Regions from separate parts of the Pan troglodytes genome. Here region 2 is linked to region 1. Evidence: chromatin contacts called from public capture Hi-C data. All regions are on one chromosome and are shown on one strand. Each heading gives the region's core, a stretch centred on a gene start, on an enhancer-like site or on the middle of the called end of the contact. The rest is flanking DNA. Distances are from core to core; before and after follow the strand shown.

Region 1 (3,865 bases), core at 946-3,445:
AATATGCTCATCCAGGGTCAGGTGGAGGGAGCAGGTGTGTCCCTCAGGGCTCCCACAGTCATGACTCAAAAGCTGAGGCCCCTGAAGCACTGAAATCTGAGCCACTCATGTGCAACTCAAAGCCGGTGCCCCTCTGCTGTTTCCCAGGCTTCTCACTGTTGGGTGACTCTGCCGTGACACCTTAGGGGCTGGTGATGTGTCGGGAGCTGTTTCCCCCCAAGCTGAGGGGAGTGGCTGGCTTTGTTTCTAGAGTCCTCCTGGTCCCCCTCAAAAGCCTCCCTGCACCAGCCTTGCTCCCAGACCCTCAGGAGTATGTGGTGCTGTGGCCTCTGCGTGCCTCGCTGGGCTGAGCCGGCACCACCTTCCCCGTCTGCTGCTTCTGGTTTACCAACGGCTGGAAAGACAAGGCCCCAGACTCGAGGGTTTGTGCAAAGGGAAGTGGAGTCTACACAGGGTCTGGCAAGCTCCTCTGTGATCAAGGGGACCTTGGAGAGCATGGCACAGGCTGCTCTTTGCATCTTGCCTTGGCCGTGAGTGGTTCATGAATCCATTTGAAGGCATGAAAATGTGGCACCAAGAATGCACATGTTGAGGTCAAACAGCCTGGGATCCAACCCTGTTCTTCTGCTTAGGCTGGTGTGACCCTAGACAAGTGATTTCATTCATCTAAGCCTCGGTTTCTTCATCTGTACCATGGGAATAACAACTGTATCTTGTTCTCAGAGTGCTGATGAGGATTGAGTGTGCTTATCCGTGTAAAGAGACTGGCTATGCCTGCTGTTTATTCATTTACTTATTTATTGAGATAGGGTCTCACTGTGTCACCCAGGCTGGAGTGCAATGATGCAATCTCGGCTCACTGCAACCTCCATCTCCTGAGCTCAAGTGATCCTCCAACCTCAGCCTCCCGAGTAGCTGGGACCACAGACATGCGCCACCGTGCCTGGCTAATTTTTTGTATTTTTGGTAGAGATGGGGTTTTCAGGGAAGGTCTCGAACTCCTGAGCTCAAGCAATCCGCCCACCTCGGCCTCCCAAAGTGCTGGGATTACAGGCATGAGGCACCATGCCTGGCCACCTGCTGTTTAATTAGTGCTAAGTGTGTGTATGTGTGAGTGTGAGTGTGTGTGTGTGTGCGTGCGCGCGTATGTGGCCCACAGAGAGAGTTTCAGCAGTACCCACCAGGGCCAGCTCTATACTAAGCCCTTTACACACACTGCCACATGAAGAAAGAGCTTCCAATATCTATCATTAAGGATGAGAAAACTGAGACTCAGCAAGGCTTACTGACTTTTCCAACATCCAATCCAGCCACCTGATTTGTGTCTCCAAATCCTCAACTACCCACTATCAAGCCTGACTCATCAAGTATTGCACGAGGGAAATGGATTTTCTACAAAATAAGAAAACCCAGGCTGTGCAGTGGCTCACACCTGTAATCTCAGCACTTTGGGAGGCCGAGGCGGGTGGATCACGAGGTCAGGAGATCGAGACCATCCTGGCCAACATGGTGAAACCCTGTCTCTACTAAAAATACAAAAATTAGCTGAGCATGGTGGCACGCGCCTATAGTCCCAGCTACTCGGAAGGCTGAGGCAGGAGAATCGCTTGAACCCAGGAGGCGGAGGTTGCAGTGAGCTGAGATCGCACCACTGCACCCCAGCCTGGTGACAGAGCAAGACTCCATCTCAAAAAAAAAAGAAAACCTGAGCCTTCAGGCCTGCATTCTGGCTCGTTTATTCCTTCACCAGCTGGAGCCCTCCCCCATGGCAGGTGCTGGCTGAGCCTGGGGAGAGCAGGCCACACGGGGGAAGGTGCTTTGAGACCCTCCCCAGAAGAATCCTCCAGCCTCTGGCTAAACCCCCAGCCACCTTCACCAGTCACATCCAGGCTCCTGGGAGCAAACACAAGCTCTCTTGGCTTCCTAAGAACCAGTTGTCCCTGTCCCCACCTACCCTCACCCCAGCAGTGCGGGGAGGGGGTCCCCTCCTGAGAAGGGTCACATTCTAGGCCTGAGGGCGGCCAAGCCAGCCCAGTGGTGTTTTCTCAAGCTGCCTGAAGAAACAAGTCCAGCAGCTGGCCTTCCTGCTGTGATAATCCTCTTCCTGCCCCTGCGCCCCCTCCCCACTTGGCCGGAAAGCGGCAGGCTTTCTCTTCCCCTCCTTACAAGGGAGGCCTGGGCTGGAATGTGTCCCTTGATAACGGGGCTCGTGAGGGGCTTGGCATAGAATGGGCTGCCTGCTGTGGGCTCTCAGACACATGTGGGGCTGACTGATAAGGGCCCTGCTGGCCTTCTGCGCTGAGGCCCCATTTGACAAGCTGTGGGCAGGATTTGAAGAGGGGTCAGTGTTCACAGAGTCCCCTGGAATCCATCAAATGTGCAGGGAGCGGGCTGGGCACAGTGGCTCATGCCTGTAATCTCAGCACTTTGGGAGGCTGAGGTGGGTGGATCACCTGAGGTCAGGAGTTCAAGACCAGCCTGGCCAACATAGTGAAACCCCATCTCTACTAAAAATACAAAAAGTAGCTAGGTGTGGTGGTGCACACCTGTAGTCCCAGCTACTTGGGAGGCTGAGGCAGGAGAATTGCTTGAACCCGGGAGGCACAGGTTGCAGTGAGGTGAGATTGCACCATTGCACTCCAGCCTGGCGACAGAGCGAGACTCCATCTCAAAAAAAAAATTGTGCAGGGAGCACAGCCTTGGGCGGACCCTGTGTGTGCATGGGGGTGGGAGTGAGGGGAGGAAGACCCAGTCACTGTCCCCAGGGGCTCACAGTGTAAGGGCCCCTGGGGTCAAGGACATGAAAAGAGGAATTTGCTAGGTACAAAGTTGGTTTTTTTTGTTTTGTTTTGTTTTGTTTTTCAGACAGGATCTTACTCTGTCACCCAGGCAGGAGTGCAGTGACACAATCATGGCTCACTACAGCCTCTATTTCCTGGGCTCAAGCGATCCTCCTGCCTCAGCCTCCAGGGTAGCTGGAACTATAGGCATGCACCACCATTCCTGACTAATTTATTAAATTTTTATAGAGACAGGGGGGTCTCACCTACCCAGGCTGGTCTCAAACTCCTGGGCTCAAGTGATCCTCCCACCTCAGCCTCCCAAAGTACTGGGATTACAGGCATAAGCCAGTGCGCCCAGCCTGAAGTTATTTTATTCACCCATTAATTGTGTCGACAAATCCTATAGATGTCACACTGAATGAATGAGTCTAGAATGAAGGTTAAGAATCAGGACTCAGATATCAGCCAGGCCCAGATTCGAGGCATAGCTCCATTACTTAGTGGCTTTGACTTACCGTGTAAGACTCCATTTCCTCATCTGTAAAATGAGGAGAACCGGCCGGCCAGGCGCAGTGACTCACGCCTGTAATCCCAGCACTCTGGGAGGCCGAGGTGGGCAGATCACCTGAGGTCAGGAGTTTGAGACCAGCCTGGCCAACATGGTAAAACCCCATCTCTACTAAAAATACAAAAATTAGCCGGGCGTGGTGGCAGCCTCCTGTAGTGTCAGCTACTTGGGAGGCTGAGGCAGGAGAAGCACTTGAACCCGGGAGGCGGAGGTTGCAGTGGGCCCACTGAACTCCAGCCTGGGCAACAAGAGTGAAACTCCATCTGAAAAAAAAAAGAGGAGAACCAAGTACCTACCTCAAAGGCGCCTCATGAGGATTTGGGGAGATGGCACGCATATTGCACGCAAAATGGGCTTGGGGACTGGGAAGCCCTCAGTAAATGTTTTGTTTTTGGTTTTTTTAGATAGTGTCTTTCTCTGTCACCCAAGCTGGAGTGTGGTGGTGTGATCTCAGCTCACTGCAACTTCCACCTGCTGGGTTCAAGTGATTCTCCTGCCTCAGCCTCCCAAGTAG
Region 2 (3,865 bases), core at 345-2,844, 150 kb before region 1:
CTGGCCAGAGAATTCTTTTCCCCTACTCTAGTACATTCGATTCAGTTACAGGAAGCCTTGTTCCATCACCTGTGTTAATGGAGTGGGCCAGGTGTTCCTTTGAACACAATGCTGCAAGAACTACCTAGAGTAGATTTCCTTCACATGATAAGGCTCTAATCTGCTTGGGCTCATGTCTTGGTTTTTCATTTATATGTGGCTAGAACTTTTTATCCTTTGCTGGAATTAATATGGTGTTCTCTCTTCTCTGTTTAAATTAGCTGTAAACACTTTGACTGAATCAACGTTGAAGAATGTCCCTCAAGTGGTAAATGTGCAGGAATTGAAGAATAACCCTGCAACCCCTTCTACAGCCATGGGGTATGTTCTGACTGCAGTGTGTTTCAGCCCCTGGCTGCTTCTGTAGTAGCGGTGGACTGCCTGCAGGGAGCAGCAGTGCCACTGTCACAGTCTGGTTTTCCTGCACCACCTTAGGTTATAAGGGGGGTGGCGGCTAAGCCTGCCTACACAATGCATTTTCAGGAGATTGTCCTTTTTAACTGGCCAGTGACAGTTGCCTCACAAACTTTTAAAGTTTGTCTTGATGCTGTATGCTCAGTTTCTGTTTGCCATGTGTAAGTCTCTGTGTGGTACACATTAGGTGTGCAGGTTGATTTTTTTTTTTTTTTTAAATGCCCTAGGGGTTCCAGAGTTGATGCTTTGGGTCTCATGCAGACTTGATTCTGGAAACTGTAATCTCAAGGGTGACACTCTCCTCCCTCACTTCCCTTCTCCAGGCATTTCTGTTCTTCCCATTTCTTTTGCTTTTGTATAAAAGACAGCAGCTCTGTTTGGAGACTTTAGCTTCTCTGCCATGCCATGTTTGAGGGCTGGATTGTTGCTGGTGGAGCTCACTTGTTTTTTTGGTGGTGGTGGTGGTTTTGTTGTTGTTGTTGTTTTGTTTTGTTTTGTTTTGTTTTAGACAAGGTCTCACTCTTGCCCAGACTGGAGTGCAGAGTGCGGTACGATCATGGCACACTGTAGCCTTAACCTTCTGGGCCCAAGCCATGCTCCCATATCTGCCTCCCAAGTAGCTGCTGGGACTACAGGCACATGACACCACACCCAGCTAATTTTTTAATTTTTTGTAGAGATGGAGTTTTTGCCATGTCACCCCAGGCTGGTCTCAAATTTCTGGGCTCAAGTGATCCTCTCACCTCATCCTCACAAAGTGCTGTGATTATAGGCAGGAGCCACTGTGCCCAGCCTAGCTCATTTGTCTTTAGTCCTCATCTGTGTTCAGAATTCAGGGTGCTGACTCCCTCCCGCTGCCCTGGGCAGGTTCACAGAACATGCCTGTGCCCTGCTTTGCCCTGCATATTTCGTGACTGTGATCCCTTTAGACCAACCACCATCCCCTGTGGCAAAGGGAAGAGTTGAGGGACATTTCCTCACTTGGAACATGGGGATCTTGAGGACTAGTATCAGATTTCAGGGAGTTAGTGTCTGGTACCCATGATTAGTCTAGCAGCAAGAAGGGCAGCCATAGACCTTGTGGTTCTCCACAGCGTGCCCACCCTCTGCCATTGCACAGAGCAGATCTGCCCACGGTTCTGTTTTCCCTCTCTCAAGTGGCCCTGCCTCACTGGTCCGCTGGCCTCTTTTTTTCCATGTTCTGTTTATCAACACTGCTTGTTTGAGGAATTTTTAGTTATCTCAGGGCTATACTAACAGCCAAAAAACAAGCCTTCTCTATTACTATTTTGTAGTGACCTCGGAGCCTTGGTATGCTGTTTAGACCAAGACGGTATTTGTGGTTGTTGCAAGCTTTTCAAGGGAAAGAACTATGCATTAGAGTTTGGGAATTGTAGCCAGATTCCCAGCATAGGGAAGGCAAGGAAAAGCCACGGAAAGGCAGAATGTTACATAAGATGGGAAAATTCAGCGTATGGTACAGGAAGTATTGTCTGGTATTTCTGAGCTATATTAGGTGCTAACCATGTATGAGAAGCACCTTTTGGAGATTCCACTTCTCCTTCTCTCAAGCTTCATTTCCCTAAATGGTTCACCTGAGCTGATCTTTGATGAAGGGTTTGTTCAAGGAGTAATTTTGAGTCTACTCTTTCTGACAAGAAAAATCTCAGACAACTTAAGAAATCTTGAAGAAACTTTCTGTTCCATTCTCCACAGAATTGGACTCTGGTATAATTATTTCATGTGTATGCCCAGCATGGTGCCTGAAATGTAGAAGCATTCCTTTCAATAATCATTTATTGAATAATAGGTAAACTCTACTCCAAACATAAATTGAAAAGTGAAAATTGGTATTTACTGCCACCCCTCCCCAGGAAAGATGAATATGTTCATTGTAAAATGACTTGCTTTCAGATTCTTTTATGTTTTATTTTTAAAATTATTTTCAGCCAGCTCTCGTGGAACAGATTCTTTTAAACAGTAGTTTCCTAAGTGTATTTTAAGTATTTAATTTTGCAGTTAGCTTTTTCTCAGTGGTATCTACCGAAGATTTATCATAGGATGAGCTTACATATTTCTGCCATTGGTGTACTTTATGTTCATTGGCCTCATCCATTCAGTTCGTTGGAAGAGTGTTTATCTGGCGCCAACCCACAGCTATTCAAATTCCTTTGCAGTGCTCCATCGCTTGATTCAGCAGATTCTTACACAGCGTCTGCTGTGAGCATGATACTGCCCTGGGTACTAGAGATAGGGTAGTTGAATAAGACAAACCAAACAAGAAGACAGCCGGGAAACTGCCAATTACACAAACACTTATTTTGGTGTGCATTCATTCATTTATTCATTCTTTCAACAAATACTTAATGAGCATTTGTTGTATGCCACACAGTATTCTTAGGTGCTGGAGATAAACTACCTGTTTTGTTGTTAACAAAATAGACCAAAAAAACTAACAGACTGATTGTTTGGAGAGACAAACAATAATCAAAATAAATAAGTAAAATATGTAATATATTAGATGGTGATATGGTGTGATGGAGAAAATTAAAGTGGGGGAAAGGTTAGAGAGTATTGTCTGAACATGGGTTATAATTTTAAATAGGGTGGCCAGGGAAGGCCTCCTCGGGAAGGTGGCCTTTGAATGAAGAGAGAAAGGCCACACAGCAGGTCTCATTAATATCTCGGAAGAAAGCTCCAAGCACAGGGCCTGTAGCAGGAGCGTGTCTACAAGTTGAAGAGCGAGCCAGGGGGGACCTCTGGTGACGAGAGTAGAGGGAACAAGAGGAAGAATGCTGGGGGAGTAGGTCAGGGAAGACTGTTGGTGGACAGTGTCTGTTTGAGTCCCTACTTTCAGTTCTTTTGGGTATGTATGTAGGAGTGGAATCGCTGGATCACATAGCTCAAACTGGTTTACAGAGGTGCTGCACCATTTTTTATTCCCAACAGCAATGTATGGGGGTTCCAGCTTCTCCACATCCTCACCAACACTCATTATTGACTATCTTTTTGGCTATAGTCATCCTAGTGGTATAAAATGGTATCTCACACTATCAGTGGTTTTGATTTGCATTTCCCTAATGGCTGGTGATATTGAGCATCTTTTCACGTGCTTATTGGCCAGTTGTATCTTTGGAGAAATATCTATTTAGTTCCTTTGCTCCATTTTAAAATTAGGTTGTCTTTTTATTTTTGAGCTCTAAGTTTCTTTATATAATCTGTATTCAAGTCTCTCATCAAGCATATGATTTGCAAATATTTTCTCCCATTCTTTGAGTTGTTTTTCACTTTCTTGTTGTGTCCTTTGACACAAAAATTTAGTCCAGTTTATCTATTTTTTCTCTTGTTGCTTGTGCTTTAGGTGTCACATGTAAGAAACCATTGCCTAACCCAAGGTCATAAAGATTTACAC

The links. Capture Hi-C pulls out chosen DNA fragments and counts their contacts.
Region 2: a capture Hi-C map of stem cell-derived neural stem cells shows a contact between it and region 1, with 4 times the contacts expected there. The contact joins two enhancer-like sites. A contact is called at or near these places in 5 of 7 Hi-C or Micro-C datasets (blood, induced pluripotent stem cells, a lymphoblastoid cell line and 1 more) and 1 of 1 other capture datasets (stem cell-derived neural stem cells).

The regions. Positions count from the first base shown.
Region 1 is chr11:7,122,776-7,126,640 of NHGRI_mPanTro3-v2.0_pri, reverse strand. No RefSeq gene overlaps it. Among named protein-coding and RNA genes, the nearest start is that of PRRC2B, 41 kb to the right of the region's middle. Within about 2 kb of position 2,195, at least 3 of the 24 cell types and tissues checked have an H3K27ac peak or open chromatin away from gene starts, as enhancers often do. A contact at or near this core is called in stem cell-derived neural stem cells, where this site is marked.
Region 2 is chr11:7,274,215-7,278,079 of NHGRI_mPanTro3-v2.0_pri, reverse strand. It overlaps NUP214 (nucleoporin 214), which reads left to right. Exons shown (of 34, transcript XM_063788165.1): 24 at 261-360. Among named protein-coding and RNA genes, the nearest start is that of NUP214, 54 kb to the left of the region's middle. Within about 2 kb of position 1,594, at least 1 of the 24 cell types and tissues checked has an H3K27ac peak or open chromatin away from gene starts, as enhancers often do. A contact at or near this core is called in stem cell-derived neural stem cells, where this site is marked.